Regions from separate parts of the Mus musculus genome. Here regions 2 and 3 are each linked to region 1. A link is a contact called in public Hi-C data. All regions are on one chromosome and are shown on one strand. Each heading gives the region's core, a stretch centred on a gene start, on an enhancer-like site or on the middle of the called end of the contact. The rest is flanking DNA. Distances are from core to core; before and after follow the strand shown. Region 1 has its middle 38 kb from the start of Gm46847. Region 2 has its middle 5.5 kb from the start of Runx1t1. Region 3 has its middle 68 kb from the start of Runx1t1.

Evidence for each region. Hi-C and Micro-C count contacts between places; a contact is called where the count stands out from the background.
Region 2: a Hi-C map of cerebellum shows a contact between it and region 1, with 4 times the contacts expected there. The contact joins two enhancer-like sites. A contact is called at or near these places in 1 of 15 datasets of contacts at CTCF or cohesin (pro-B cells), 7 of 484 Hi-C or Micro-C datasets (brain, cerebellar granule neurons, cerebellum and 2 more), 1 of 115 datasets of contacts at active chromatin or transcription factors (embryonic forebrain) and 1 of 9 other capture datasets (embryonic tail).
Region 3: a contact with region 1 is called in a Hi-C map of cerebellum, with 2.1 times the contacts expected there. The contact joins two enhancer-like sites. A contact is called at or near these places in 3 of 484 Hi-C or Micro-C datasets (cerebellar granule neurons, cerebellum and cerebral cortex).

Annotation. Positions count from the first base shown.
Region 1 is chr4:13,144,707-13,149,693 of GRCm38.p6, forward strand. No RefSeq gene overlaps it. Among named protein-coding and RNA genes, the nearest start is that of Gm46847, 38 kb to the left of the region's middle. Within about 2 kb of position 2,350, at least 20 of the 459 cell types and tissues checked have an H3K27ac peak or open chromatin away from gene starts, as enhancers often do. A contact at or near this core is called in cerebellum, where this site is marked.
Region 2 is chr4:13,776,800-13,781,786 of GRCm38.p6, forward strand. It overlaps a transcript of Runx1t1 not described here. Among named protein-coding and RNA genes, the nearest start is that of Runx1t1, 5.5 kb to the right of the region's middle. Within about 2 kb of position 2,247, at least 41 of the 459 cell types and tissues checked have an H3K27ac peak or open chromatin away from gene starts, as enhancers often do. A contact at or near this core is called in cerebellum, where this site is marked.
Region 3 is chr4:13,714,468-13,719,454 of GRCm38.p6, forward strand. No RefSeq gene overlaps it. Among named protein-coding and RNA genes, the nearest start is that of Runx1t1, 68 kb to the right of the region's middle. Within about 2 kb of position 2,059, at least 21 of the 459 cell types and tissues checked have an H3K27ac peak or open chromatin away from gene starts, as enhancers often do. A contact at or near this core is called in cerebellum, where this site is marked.

The DNA.
Region 1 (4,987 bases), core at 1,100-3,599:
TTTAATTTTTTATAATCCATTTGACTTTTTAAAAATCTTGCTATCCTCTGACCTTTCCATCTTGTTCTAATAGCTCTGTAGCATTAGTAAAACCAATTATTGAGAAGCAATGCACATTAAGACTAGGCTTTTGGCTGAATTTCTCCTAGTTATGTTCCCTATAGCTGGTGTTAACATTAAGCTCCCTTCCTTTCTATTTCCCTCCTTTCACCCCTCCCTCTCTTCTTTCTCCCTCTTTCCTTGCATCATTAAGAATTGCATATATGAATTGGAGGAGGGTAAGGATGAAGAACAAGGAAGAAGATGGCCCTGAACTAGTCAAAGAGAAGGACATCATGCAAGTATTCAAATACGTTGTGTAGACATCAGTGAGAGAGAAAGCACACTTGTGAATTCACTATGATTTTATGGAACATGCTTCATTTAGGGGAACAATGTCTTTGAGTGAGTCTTCTCCTTAAATTATGCAGCTAAATACAATGATAATTAATATCAGTGAAAGCAGATAATTTTAATTTAACTATCTTTTAGGAAATATATTCTCTCCTAGTTTTAATAATTAATGTTTACCAGGTAAACACACATTTTCAAATGCGTGTGATAAACACAGCACAACAATGTTCATGATCCTTTTCCTAAACGAGTCTGTCTTATATTTCAAGATCTTGGTTTTGCCAGATGGCGTTGAGATCACTAATACGGCAGCCAGGAGTTTCCGCACAGGCAGAAACATAGCCATCAGAAGTGGGTGTTAACAGAGTGAGAATTATACTTTTTGTGCTTGAGAATTTTGGGTTCTTAATGAGACACAAATGTTCTATATATACTGGAACATGACATGACAGTCTTTGAAATAAATATAAGTTAAGTTAAATGCATGCCTGCCACAAATCCTATTCTCAGTATTAATAAAAATAATAGTTTTTAAACTGGAAAACATTAAGAACAAAACCTAACATATGGTAGAAGCATGCACCTATTATCTGACACATTTTTCATTTGATTCAGGTTGAAGTTACCAAATATTTTGATAGAGCAGACACTGCTTAATGTTGTAATTAAGATGTAGGCTCTAGAATCATAAGGGGCTAGATTTGACTACTAATTAACCCTGTTCTTTCCAGGCGACTTCTTTCTGTACAGTGGTGTGTGTTGGAGGGCATATCAGTAATTAACATAGTTTTTGAAATAATAAAGTAAGATATAGACTGTGAAGTGCTTAGCACAGTATGCAGCCCAGAGTTAGGATACAGAAGACAGTACATTTGTACACTGATTCAATTGGATTGACTGTGTCTCATATTTTCTAGAATATATTTTTTCCTATCAGGCTATCTAAACATGAAATTTTCTCTATGCTTGTAAATACATTTATTTCTTTTTTACTTGTTCAGTAAATGGTCTTAGATTCCTTATTAGAACGTACATTGAGGCAAACAAGCTAAGCAAAATGTGTATTTCCATGGAATTTATAGTCACTATGGGGAATAGGTAAGGAACAACAAAACTAACACAACTCTATTCGTTTTTTTCTATTTAGCAATAGAGCATTGGTCCAAGTTTTTAAGTCTTCTAGAAGATAAGCTGGGAGTGTTTGTCTTGTCTTGGGATAAGAGAGGCGGTAGTTATCGGTAGTTAAGAATCAAGGAAGTAATCTCTCATTCTGGAGCACTCTAAAAAATGAGAGAGAGAGAGAGAGAGAGAGAGAGAGAGAGAGAGAGAGAGAGAGAATTTATATTATCAATGCTCCGCTTATAATTGAAACCATTAAGCAGATGAAGGATCAACTCTTCATAGGTCAGAACTGCGCGGGTTCTCTAAGATCTGTGAAATGTGGGCAGTGATAAGCAAATCTATTCTTTTATCTTCCTTCATTTCCCAGCAAGTCAAGATAATCTCTGTATTTGAAATCATAAGGGAAATAAGAAAGGACTCTTCAAAGAGAGCCTTCTGTGGTGTGGGTGCAGCGACGGAGGGGCTTCATGCGGCCGTTCTATGTCTGAAAACTTGGAGTGAGAGGGGTACAAAGCCTTTCTGGAGTTCTTGGCCTCTGAGCTGAGGTCGAGGCTCTTCCTATGCCTCAGGTGTTCTGGTCAAATGATGCCAAATAAAAGCAACCAGAAGGAAAGCAAAAGTTTTCTTCCTGGCTCTCTGTAGTGAATTACAAAACTGGCATTCTCTCCTCCCATTCTTAAAACTCGAAGGGTGGTACAGGCAGCGATGCTGACAGTGTGCCTTCGCAGATGCCACCATATGGGTCTCGAAAAACTAGTTGCACTGATGATTCCCTGCACATGTAGGAGACAGTTTGCATTGTTGGCATCGTCCCCACACAGAAACATGCACAGCTTAGCGAGGCTGAGCAGATGGCACGAGATCTGGTGCCAGGGAAGCAGTGAATTAAAGGTTATACCCACCAGGTTTGATGCGGTGCCAGTTTGAATTGGTACAGAAGCTTCGGCCCACCTGCTTATTGGCCTCATGACATCTGGCATCTTTTTATTTATTTTTTTTTTAATTTGGATTGAATTAAAGGCAGCGAGGAAAAAAATGTCATTTTAAAAGCCAGCTACAAGTCAATAGATTTAAACTCTTAACCAAAAATGGGACGGGGAGGGGTACTACGGGCTCTCCACATTAATGTTTTATATTAATGATTCTTATAAAACCTTGGGGGAAATTATACACCGATGTGTTGACTTGTGTTGCAATTTATAGCATCGTACAGTGGAGAGGGTGGGCTGTTAAAAACTGGCTCAAAGTTGCTAAATAGTAACAACAGCAAAGGGCTATTATCTGCAGCCTGTACATTGTAATTAGGAAACAGGCGAGTGAGGAAATACATTTGCTTCTGTTTGCTCTAATGATTTTCACATTGTAATAATTAGAAAACACTGTGGCAGGTCATTTAAAAGCACACTCTGAAAAGGTGTTTTGCACCTTTAGTTTGCTCTGATAAAGTCTTTTTTTTTTTCTTTTTCGTTCTTTTTTCTTCTTCTTCTTCTTCTTTTTTTTTTTTTGTAGTAGTGTATTGAGTTCTGCTGTATTTCAGCTGTAATCCCACTTGCTCTACACATATTCATATAATGTGTACACAAACATGCAACATACCCAGCCCCAGGGTAGCAGTGTGTGCATACTGAAGCCTGTTTGTGTATCTCCTCCATTTGGGATTTCCCTGCCTGCACCCTGGGTGTGAAACAACAGCAAGCAGCAGAGATGAATTGCTTAGGTGATTAGCTTTGCAACCAAGTCTTAGCATTCAAACTTTGCAAGCCTGGCTTATAGAACAACCACAGTTTAAGTTTGCAAGTTGGCTTTTAAAGATTTTATTTTTTATTTTTGGTGCCAAGCCCTACAAGAAGTCATTAAAGAAATATTCTAAATATCTCAGGTAGCCTCAACGTTTTGTCACATATTTCTGACATGAATCATGTTGACCATCCCCCACCCACATTTGCTTGATATTTGTTGTCTGTTTAATAGAAGCATAGCTGCTAACATTTTGTGCTAGTTAGAAGGGGGGGGGGGTAAACAACAGTTTAGAAGGGTTTCTAAACTTTGTTCAATGAAAAAAATAAGAGAAATATATAGATAACTTCAATGTAAACAACAACAAAGGAGATTGAGAAACCAGTAATGCATTTTTGTATTAAAGTCGCTCTGATGTTTACAGACAGGGATAGTGAAGAATCGGCAAAGCCTGAACAGTCCTCACAATGTATAGAAGGAACAAGAAACGGTAAGAGTCTGACGGGGCGACTCCATCCTGTCCCTTTGTTTCTGATGTGATCTGGGAAACTACTCTGTTTTGGATTCTTTAACTGTGTAACTGAACAACTTTTTAATATGAAAAATATTATTAATTTATAATGACAAAATTAAAGCACTTTAAAACAACTTTAAAATATTAAAATGTTATCAATTATAAATGTTAAAATATTAATTAGCATCTTATTCTGAGTTGGAGGAGCTAAAACTATGTTATTTTTTTCAAGAAAAAAATAACTATTTCCAAAATAAAAGAAATTATCATAAAAATAGTAAAGAAAAAATGTAAGACAGAAAAGTAGAGATGATAGTGTTACAGAGCCTTTTATCATTACCTAAATCCTTGATTTTCTCTCTTAAATGCAAGGAGGAAATATATCTCAATTTATGGGATGGAATTTAAAGGTTAAACCTTAGCTAACATTGCAGCATCCGAGCAGTGTAATGGGTCAGAATAGAACATCTCACTGCCACACTTCCCTGGGGTTTGAGCTCCTTACAGCTTCTCTGCTCATGTAACCAACTCATTTATATTTGATACTTCTTCATAACTCTATTAGACTGGAATTTCTTTCACGAGCTTCTAAGGTGTTTGGAATAAGACTCCTTCATTATTGCTGTCCAAAGACATCTTAGAATTGTCACAGTCAAAACTTATACATTATTCAGTGTTGTTATAAATAATTCTTGTTATAGACCAGGTACTAAATTGCTACCTTGTATTCACTGTAGTGAAAAACCTGTCTCAAGGTTCTCCAAATAAATAGGCAGACTGAAAAGAAAGTGTTCTTCTATTTCCTCAGTAGTGCAGTTTTAATGAGGTGGTGGCTTAGGAAATTCCCCTAGGATGGGACTATATAACTTATAAAGTTATAGTAATTTTGAGCTTGGTGTTCTGCTTTCAGATGGTTGATTTGCAAGGATATTTGAGAATTAGTTCACTTATAACTGACAATATTAACTTTTGGTTACCAGCGATGTTTTCTTGAGTGCCATCATCACAAAGTTTTTTCAGTTTTGCACTTATTGGTACTAGAACCAAAGGCTGAGACTGACAGGTCTGAGGACTAAGGAAGGATCCCCTTGGGTCCCTGAGACATATGGTCATCAGAGATCCTCTCTCAGCAAACCACAAAGCAGATATGGATTTTATGTTTAAAGTTTTAAAGGTTCCTTTGTCACCTGTCTCCAAATCAACCAAATGCAGATCTGAGTT
Region 2 (4,987 bases), core at 997-3,496, 630 kb after region 1:
ACACTGCTTTTCCCAAAGTGATAAACATGTTGGACTTTGTAGAGAAGTTTCATGGGAATTATTAGAAAAGCAGCTTTGTATTCATATAATATTTATGGAAATAATATGTGTTTGAATATTTGTATACTGCGCCATGGGCAAGTGTATAATCATTTAACTAGCTGGTCTAGCCTGGTGTACCTGGCGACTGACCTGGCCTGGTGGTCTGTTGCTCACAGGCATTAAGCACCTGTGCCTGGTGCACCCTCTCTGCAGGTTTGCTCCTGTCTATTTATGTAGCATCCTCCTGCCTTTCCTTCAGAGTTTTTCTTCACCATCAATATGCACGTGGAGAAAGTAGTATAAAAATATACTTTTAGCCACTGTCAGTGTTCATAACTCACTCTCTACAAACAGACTCTTCACTAAAGCCCCACCCTGCCTCCTGAGCTCCCCAAGTTTTGCTAGGTTTTATCACCCGACCCACCCCCGACCCCCCCATAGTTTTTCAGAATGCAGGTGAGAACAGCCCAGTGCTATTATCAGCAGGGCACTGAGTTCACTAAGAGAGGACTGAGAAAGACTGAAAGACAAATGGCTAGTTGTGGTTTTCAGGTGAGCTTGCTCTGTTAATCTGGGCTGAAATGGACAGGAACAGGTGGTGTGGCGGAGGAGAGGATGGGTAGGGGTTGCTCTGGCCAAGAGCAGGTTGCCAGCTGGGCCAGTGATCTAGTTCTGTTGTCAGTGTACCCACAGCAGTGGAAAAGGGACCTTTTCACATAAAAGGCAATCTTGACAAACTTTCTGAAAACGTTAATGAGGTATAAATGAATAATCTTAGTAAGTTGAAGTGCTGAATTTGCTAAGCGAACTGAGCTGAGGTTCAAAGATTTGAAGCGCTACTGTATTTTCTATATTCCAATATACAGCAGTGTGGTGGGGCGGATGGGTGCGAACGCCGCTGGAGTCATTTTGTCTTGGTGCTGTAGCAGATGTGCTATACTGGGACCTCTGGACAGAGAAAGCACAGTTAGGGATGGAATTTGGTAATAAAACTCATTCTAGCTAAAAGTGGGTTTTTCTTTTTAAAGTTTGAATCTACATACAAATGTAACAAATTAGTGTATGTGTATAGATTTGAAGAATTTGCAATATGGAGAAAAGGTGATGGGAGTTTGTTAGAGATTAAAAAGTGCTGAGGAAAAAAATATGATCAGAAAAAAAAAATGTGGGCTCTTGTATTGCTGTGTCCTTGCTCCACCTGGTGGATTTTGCTGAAAGTGTTTAAGTCTGTGTTAATGAAAAGAATTAACCACTACACAGTTCCTCTGAGCATAGCAAGAGTCTTGTTGGTGTTTAAAATATTCCTATGTTTATGGTTTTTGTTCTGTAATTTCATTGCATTGAAAGAAATGTATATTATATAGAATCCATGTGGTTCAAACATATGTATGTTCGTTTTCGGAAATTTGGAATATTCCGAAAGTAACCCTCACATGAAATCCCCCTGCATAGGGCCATCATTACCAGTTCCACACTTAGTATTACTTATTCTGGAGCCCCAGCTGGTTCCGATCTTGCTCTGTAAATTAGCCTGGATTTGAACTTGTTCCACTCCTCTAAGCCTCTACTATTGGATTGGTTTTAAGGATAGATGTTATCAGAAGAGAACCAGCTTGCATTTTCGCTGATTTAAAAATACGTTGAATGTTTACTACTAAGTCAAAGAATGATGACAGGCATCGGGCTGATTATAATCATTTTTGCAGAACTGCTTCTCAGGCTCAAAGGTGGTGGTGTGTCAGTGTTTAGCAGAAAGGTTTTTTTCTCATTGAGCTTCATGTCCAAGACACAAAGGTAGAGACTAACGGTGCCTTATGCATTCATGGGGTTGGTAATATCTGTTGTTTGCTGGCCTTGTACAGACTGCTTTCTCTGGCAATCTTAAGAATTCAGTTGTGCTTTGATCAGCTTACTGCTTTCCTTAGGTTATTATTATTTTTTTAATCCCTTAGATTCTTACATCGCTGTAACAGAAGGTGAAGTTTTGAAAACAGTGTCTCCATATGCAAGGGATTTGGAGACCTTTTTATTGTCTTTAACACTGTCATTCATGGTCCTCATTAGCATTTATTGTTGCAAGCCTACAAGCAGAAAATGTGAAATTGGTATGTCATGAATAGCCCCACAGAGCTCTGGAGCCCTCTGATTTTGCCTGCAGTGTGGTGTGGGCTGGGCTTTGAGGGAAAGCTGTCCAGATGGCTGCCTGCACACAGCAGAGCTGCAGGTTTTTGTCTCTGGTGCTGAGAGGAGGGGAAGTTCACTGGAGCATACGCCATCACCCTTGCATTTTAACAAAACTAACTAGCCATTAGTCAAGATGGGAGGGTGATGACATCGAGACAAAGGTTTTCCATATAGTGTTACAAGCTGTGTCACAGGATAGGGCTGAGCTGCTAGGTACCTTCTCTTTTAACCCAGTGGGTTTTGTGGTTGGAAAACGAGATGGAAATGGTAACTTCTTTGCAAATTGGTGTGCAGGTGGGTCTTTTACAGATCTCTTTTTTAAATTTGTTTAAATTGGAAGATGATATTTTATGCTAAAAGAGTCTATAAAGCTAGGATTCCTCACTAGGGCTAAGAACCTAAGTGTTGTTTTATTTAAAAGCTGAAAAGAAAGAATTTAGACCATTTTTCCTGCAGAGAAATCTACTTTTAAGAACATTAGTACATTTAAGTCTCATTTACATAAAATAATGTTCAACCAATGTGTGTTAAAAACAGTTTTCAGATTTTAGAATTTCTTAAATGTTAGGTCTGAGAGTCAAAAGTTGTCAATTATAAAAGATATACAATAATAAATATACTGTGCTAGTATAAGATCATGGCCACTATTATAAACAAATAATAATTACAGATACAGGTTCTATTTTCTGTTAGCAAGTGATATTTTTGAGATTTCATTTTGCACAAATACTAGTAAACCTACACAGTGTGCACATAATAACAGACATATTTGCTTTCATATGCGGAGTGTGTATATATTTGAGGTTTTCTTCTTTTTTTCTCTTTCTCTTTCCTTCTGTTTCTCTCTCTGTGTCTCCCTCTCTGTCTCTGTTTCTGTCTCTCTCTTTTTGTCTCCCATTCATAAAGTCTTACTGTGCAGTTCTGACTGGCCTGAAACTTGCTATGTAGACCAGGCTGGTTTCAAAAATTCAGAGATTCACATGACTCTGTCTCCTGAGTATTGGTATTAAACATAGGCATCACCCTACCCACTGGATAACATATGTTGACCAGAATTCAAAATAAAATACATTGCTACATTGCTTCAAAAACTGCCAAAATGATTGTCAGTGCATATGTATGTATGTATGTATGTATGTATATATATGGAGGAAAATGCCACAGAGATTGGCTTATTAAGAAGACATTATTTTTTTGAGGCTGGAAGTTTCACACTAGTTTTAGAGCTCAGTATTAACCCACATAAGCTAACAGAGATAAAAAAGAAAAAGTCAAACTGAGTTTGTCATAAGACAAAGATGAACTGTAGAGCTGTGTTATAGCCATCTAGCTCCCTGCCTTCCCCTGGCCCAATAGAGTAGGATTTCTCCAAGGACCACATAGCATGGTCTCCCCAGGATGGAGGGGGCTTGTCCATCTAGTTGCAAGTGATCCAAGCAAAACAGCCTTTCTGCCTCTATAACGTCTGTCTAATCACCTACTAAGTCAACCTTCTCTCAGGTATGTTTCCTTTTAATCCCTTACATCTTAGTGCTTAGCACTTAGGCCCTCTAGGACAACCCCAAGGAGTCTTTGACCCCCTGATGTTTACACACCCTTCAGATTCTTACGGTGACAGACAAAACACTCTTCCTTTGTCACTTAGGCAAAGTTCTTGGGGTCTCTCTGTGCATCAGCTGACAGTCGAGGAGGTGCAGGTGTTTGCCAATCACTTCCCCCAAACAAGGTAGCAGAAATTGTCTGACTGTGTCCAGCTCTTTACAGCAGGCATTTATAGAAGAGATGGCGGCTGGCCTCTCAGCACGGTGGACCTCTCAGGGAGCTTTATAACCTATTTCCTACCCCACTCATTTCTTTGTGGTTGGCACTGTCTTACCTTGGAGCCTAAACCATACGCTGTTTGTTTTTCCTGCCGACAAAGTATAATTGGATTTATCTTTGTCAGGAGACAATCTATTACGGCCTTTATTTAATACAGTTTCAAATGTCTTTCAGTGGCAGAAGCAAATTAATGTACATTTTCACTGGGTGTTATATCTATTTAATCGACTGTCAAAGTGATGAGAAGTTAGGAACTCATCCAGAGAGGTCCATCGCCCTCAGCCCAACAGCTCACACATTAGGTAGGTTTGCCCTGTCAGTGGGATGCCTTTAGAAAACACTAATAGCTTCCAGCTGGGTGGAAAATCAAAACCTTTGGGGTCTGACAAAACTAGGAGATTTGAATTTGAAAGCAGAGCTAATGCCTCCATTTTATTTTTTACCACTCGCCCATAAAACATTATTTTCCAATATGTCAGCCTCATTTGGTGGCCAGTGGTCTGAAATGGAAAGTGGAACAAGCAAGCGGAGAAATCTGGACATTTGTGAACCCACCCTTTCAAGCTGGTGTGCCACTTTGTGGCAGGGTCTCCCTTTAGAGCAGGGGGCTCTTAATGACCATTCATCAATGCTCGTTGGCTGATCATTGAGTGCCTTCTCATTCAGTTTATCAAGTCTTGCACATAAAAAGTCAGAATCCACCTTATTCAGTGCTGTTAAAGCCAACTAGAAGTAAAACGGCAGTCCGAACCCATTCTCCCCTTGTTTTTCTCTTTGTTAATGCAGCCCAGCTTAAATGAGTGTCTTTATTGGGTCGGTTAGAATATCTGAAACTATTAATTCTCCTGTATTGAATAGCTGGTGGCAGGCCAGAGCAGATGGGGTAGGCGAGTATTTGGTTGGGTGTATTGCTTTCAATCAGGATCAATGAGGTTCCAGA
Region 3 (4,987 bases), core at 809-3,308, 570 kb after region 1:
ATAAGCTGAATTGAGAAAAATGATAAAAAGAATACAAGAAAGGGATTTGAATAGGATCACCAGAGGGCCCACCCTAATAAGGTCTTACACAAGCACCTGAAGAAGTTCTTGGAGCTAGAATGGGAGTGGAGGGTGCTCACAGAGAACCTTCCAGGAAGACAGAAGATGGTGGCAGTTTGCTAAATATATGAAAGTCTCTATGTGATGGGAAAACCTGACATTTAAATTTCCCAGTTTCTCTGGTGTCAGTACTCCTGCCTTGGCTCATGGTCAGTCACTGGTGGTTGCACAACTACCTAGCACAGTTCCTGGAACTTCACTAATCCGTTTTCTCAAGCCAGCATGAGTCTAAACACCAACAGCAGACCAGAAGTCCTGAGAAAGATGCACACCCTATGCCTACCATAACCGGCCAAGGAAACCCAGCAGGTGTGAGCTACCACAGAGCTTACGATGTAAATTTAGAAGACTAAAGAAGCCTCCTGTAGGGTCGCATAGGCCTGGGAAGGGTTTGGATGATTCACTGAGGAAGTTTGGTCTGAAAAGTGACATGGTTTAAAAATTATTCTGACAAAATTGAAGCTGCTCTATTAAAAGACTGTAGGCAAACAGGAGTAGAAAGAAAACAACTGAAGACTGCTGAGGAAACAGGAAAGGAGGATGGTGGTACTTGCTACTAGCATCCTAGCAATGGAGCCAGTAAGAAGCAAGAAAAGTGGAAAGTGTTAGAGCTCACAGAATAAGAGGAAATGGGAGATGAAAAGAGTTCAGATGGTTGATTTGCCACAAGGGTGGTGCCTTAGGGTTTCTATTGCCATGAAGAGGCACCATGACCAAGGCAACTCTTATAAATGACAACATTTAATTGGGGCTGGCTTACAGGTTCAGAGGTTCAGTTCATTATGATGGCAGGATCCAGGCAGATATGGTGCTGCAGGAGGTGAGAGTTCTACAACTTGTTCCGAAGGCAAATAGGAGAAGACTACTGTTTTCCAGGCAGCTAGCAGGAGGGTATCAAAGCCCACCCGCACCGTGACACACTTCCTTCAATAAGGTCACACATTCTAATAGTACCAGTCCATGGGCTAAGCATATTCAAATCACCACAGATGGACTGAAGACTGACACAGGGGGTAAAAAAATGAATATGGGAGAGGTAAGTTTTAAGGAGTTACACACAGCAAATTTAAGAAAAAAACAAAAAAGTTAGCAGGTAATGTCAGAATAGATCAAGTTACAATGGACTTATGGGATAAGCCCATGGAAGAAAGGCTGTACCATGTCTACCTATGTTGTCCTATGTCACAGATGTCCTTTTTCTATTTTTACTCTCCCTAGCCTACAAAGTTCCTCAAACTTCAATACAGAGCATTTGAGAAGGCAAGCTTGTCCTACGCATAATTCAAAAGTAGAAAGTTTAAAATGAATGAATGTCTGCTCCAAAAACAATCTAATTTTCTGAAGAAATCAGAAAGAAAATATTTGAGCTATTTACATTTTTTCTCTCCAGACTGAATATGCAGAGTATAAACATCTGATCAAAAATCTGCTGTTATTACAAAAAAAGTCTTCTAATAATAACATCCTAAACATCAGATCTTTTAGCTGTCAACAGCACTCTCCTCTCTCTCTCTCTCATTCTCTCTCTCTCTCCCTCTTTCTCTCTCTCTCTCTCTCTCTCTCTCTCTCTCTCTCTGGTAAACCTACAAGGTGGCAAAATATTTACATGTTGGAGTCAAGAGCACAGATACTTCATAATGAAATTATTGAATTCATGTTTTAAGGTAGAATGATTCTTTCTTCACTGTTAGAAGTACAAAATAAACACATGAGTGCACAGCTCCTTGCTTTCCCAGCCAGAATGGCTTGCAAGATGATCAGCTCTGGCGAGGGAGGAAACAATGCCAAGTTTCTGGTGTGTGCATGCACACTGCTTTTGCTCATAATTAATAGCCCCTGTGCTTGCTAAGGTTTTGGAAAGCAGCTCAAAGCCTACCCAGGTAATGCCTTCTGACAACGCTTTAAAGATCAGTTATGTCATATGGCTGCCTTTTAGGAAAAAAAAAGAAGTCAAAATGCATAGCTGTGCCATATGGCATCTCTGAAGAAACAGCCGGATTGGACAGACAGTCACTGGAGAAAGTCCCACAGCACTTGGAAAAGAATGTGGTCCTGTTGCCAAAATGTGGCCTTTGTTAATCTCCTAACTATTATTGTGCAGAAACCAATTCATCTGTATTAATTATAAACAAATTTTAATTACCTCAGTAAAAGCCTATTATACTGATATCTGATGCCAAGGAAGCTGTTTTAACTCCTTCTAAGTCTCCAAAGCAAACAGGGGGTGTTGGAACGTGGGTGGTTTTGGTGAGGCAGGGATTTCTCTAGCTGAGTGTAAAGCATACAGTTTTGACATTTAGATTTTCAGTTCTTTTAAGCAATCCCATGATGCTTTTTCTCCCTCCCCCACCCTCCCAGAGGCTATCAAAAGGCAGCTAATGCGCACAAGTTGTTAAAGACAGATTATCCCTAATGTCTGGGAGTGTTTAACTGTACTCTGTATTCATTTGCTCAGATTTTAAAGTTACAACAATAACAAAAAGCAGTGTGCTTTGCAAAGCGACTATGCTCAGTGTCACAAAGCAACTCCAGAAAGAAAGAAAGAAAGAAAGAAAGAAAGAAAGAAAGAAAGAAAGAAAGAAAGGAAGGAAGAAAGAAAAGAAGGAAGGAAGGAAGGAAGGAAGGAAGGAAGGAAGGAAGGAAGGAAGGAAGGAAGAGAAAGAAAGAAAGAAAGAAAGAAAGAAAGAAAGAAAGAAAGAAAGAAAGAGAGAGGGAGAGAGAGAAAGAAAGAAAGAAAGAAAGAAAGAAAGAAAGAGAAAGAAAGAGAGGAAGAAAGGAAGAAAGGAAGGAAGAAAGAAATGATCGACTTTCCTAAAACATTCATCACACAGTCCTTTGTGAGAGTTCTCTGGACAACCTACAAGCACATGTATCCTGTGCCTCAAAGTAGCACATCTTCAGAAAACATAGAAACCCAAATCACTAGCAGGTTTTGTGGCGGCAGCTTGGCCAAGAAGGCTGGCTGGCCCTTCCCATATAAAAAGTTTGCAGATGACACATGGTGGCTATAGTGTGCGCAGCCGTAAGGGTTGGAGGCAGTCCAGCAGGAGGGCTCATCTGTGAGCGGCAGCCGTGATGGAATTGTCTTTGCGTTCAGTTTCACTAATGTGTGCTTTTATTTTACTAGGCCAACCATCAAACGTTCCTCTTCCTCCTGGAGACCATTCCTTTTGGTTTTCGTATCACTTTGGGCCTCAAATGTTAAACAGTTTTAGACAAACAGAACCACTTCCTGCCTTTTTCCTCCACTAGACTTTGAAGTGTCTCGTGTAAACCTCACAGTATTTTTTTTCCTCATTTTTAAACAAGAAAAATAATTTATTTTTATAATCATAGTGGATAAATTCTAGAAAGCAGGGTCCTCTGTAAATTCTCGTTAGTGAGCACAGAAACCATAGCTTTGAACCAAGTCACAAATATACCAGGGTAGCTAGCAAAGGATGTTTAAGGCGATATACATTTAAGTGAAGCCAGTTTCCTTGTGGTTTGGGTTCTTCATTAGTACAAATCGAATATAATTAAGAGTTTGTGGAGTTTCCTCTAACCCACACGCCTATTACATCCACTGAAGCATCCATTAAACTAGAAGTCATAGACATTACTTTGAATCTGAAGGTCTCCTTCAAAGTCTTTGAAACTATGTCCCCAGTCTGCAGATGAGAGATCAGGGTTCAGACTAGCTTGGCTTGTCTGAGAACAGGGACATAGCCACCTGCAAAGGGGGAGCATCTTTCTGTTCTCTTCATGGGTGCTATTCCCATGATGGTGTCCTGTCGTGTTTCTGTTAATATTGATGAAGACAGACTAGATGTCTCTGAGCAATCAAAATGGTGTGAGTGACCATAAACTGAAGAATTTGTATAGTAAGTTAATTTCGAAATTATGTTCTGTCAGTATTCTCCAGCACCTATAGGGATCTCTTCCTTCATCTGCTATAAGTTGTCAGCACATGTCATTCTAAAACACCTGGTTGGGGAAGATCTTATAGAGAATGGGAATAGAATTTCGGAGAGCAAAATGCAGGCCGTGCTTCCTTGGACACTGGATTCTGTACCATCTTCTCATCATCTCAGAACTACTTTGAGTCTCTGCAAATTTGAAGAAAAGGATAATTTCTACCTAAAATATACATAGACCACTATATAATTATTAAAATACACAATTCTTGGAGACACACTATTAAAAACTAACTATGTTCTAGAGAACAAGTATATACCATAATTATTCAAATAGGCAATTCTTGGAGACAGACAATGGAAAGCAAGCCAGGTTCCAGAAAATAAGTGTACTCAGGCTGCAGGCCTCATTCCATGTTACACCACCCAGCGAAGCCCTGGCTTAAGCAGGGCCCAATCCACCCATCACATGATGATTTGGTCAGTTCACAGAATTCTCTCCACCAGTAAGCATCGTACCACCACGCCTCCTTCGGTCATATAAAATTAGATCTATTTCTAACATGTGTCCCAAGGGTGATTCAAAGTCATTACATCTCTGGACCTTATTTAGTTAACTTGTTTTGAGGACAGGGTGTTGCCCCTGCCTCTGGCTCCCACGTGCTAGAATTACAGGCATCTAGCATCCCATCCGGTTTCTCCTAATCTTCATAGCATTTCTACTTAAGAATTGACACAGGGACCGAGGATGGAGATGGGTGGGTAAAATCCTGGCGCCGTATGCACCAAGCCAATTCTGTCCCCAGCATCTTATAAACAGAGCCTGGCGGTACACATCAGTAGCCCTAGCTCTGGTATTGTGACACAGTTTCCGCCCAGACTGAAACATTCTATCCTAGGAGGAGGCTCCTGAGACTGAAGAAGTAAACAGCCTTATAAACCCTAGAAAGCTGAAATTTACAGGACTCACA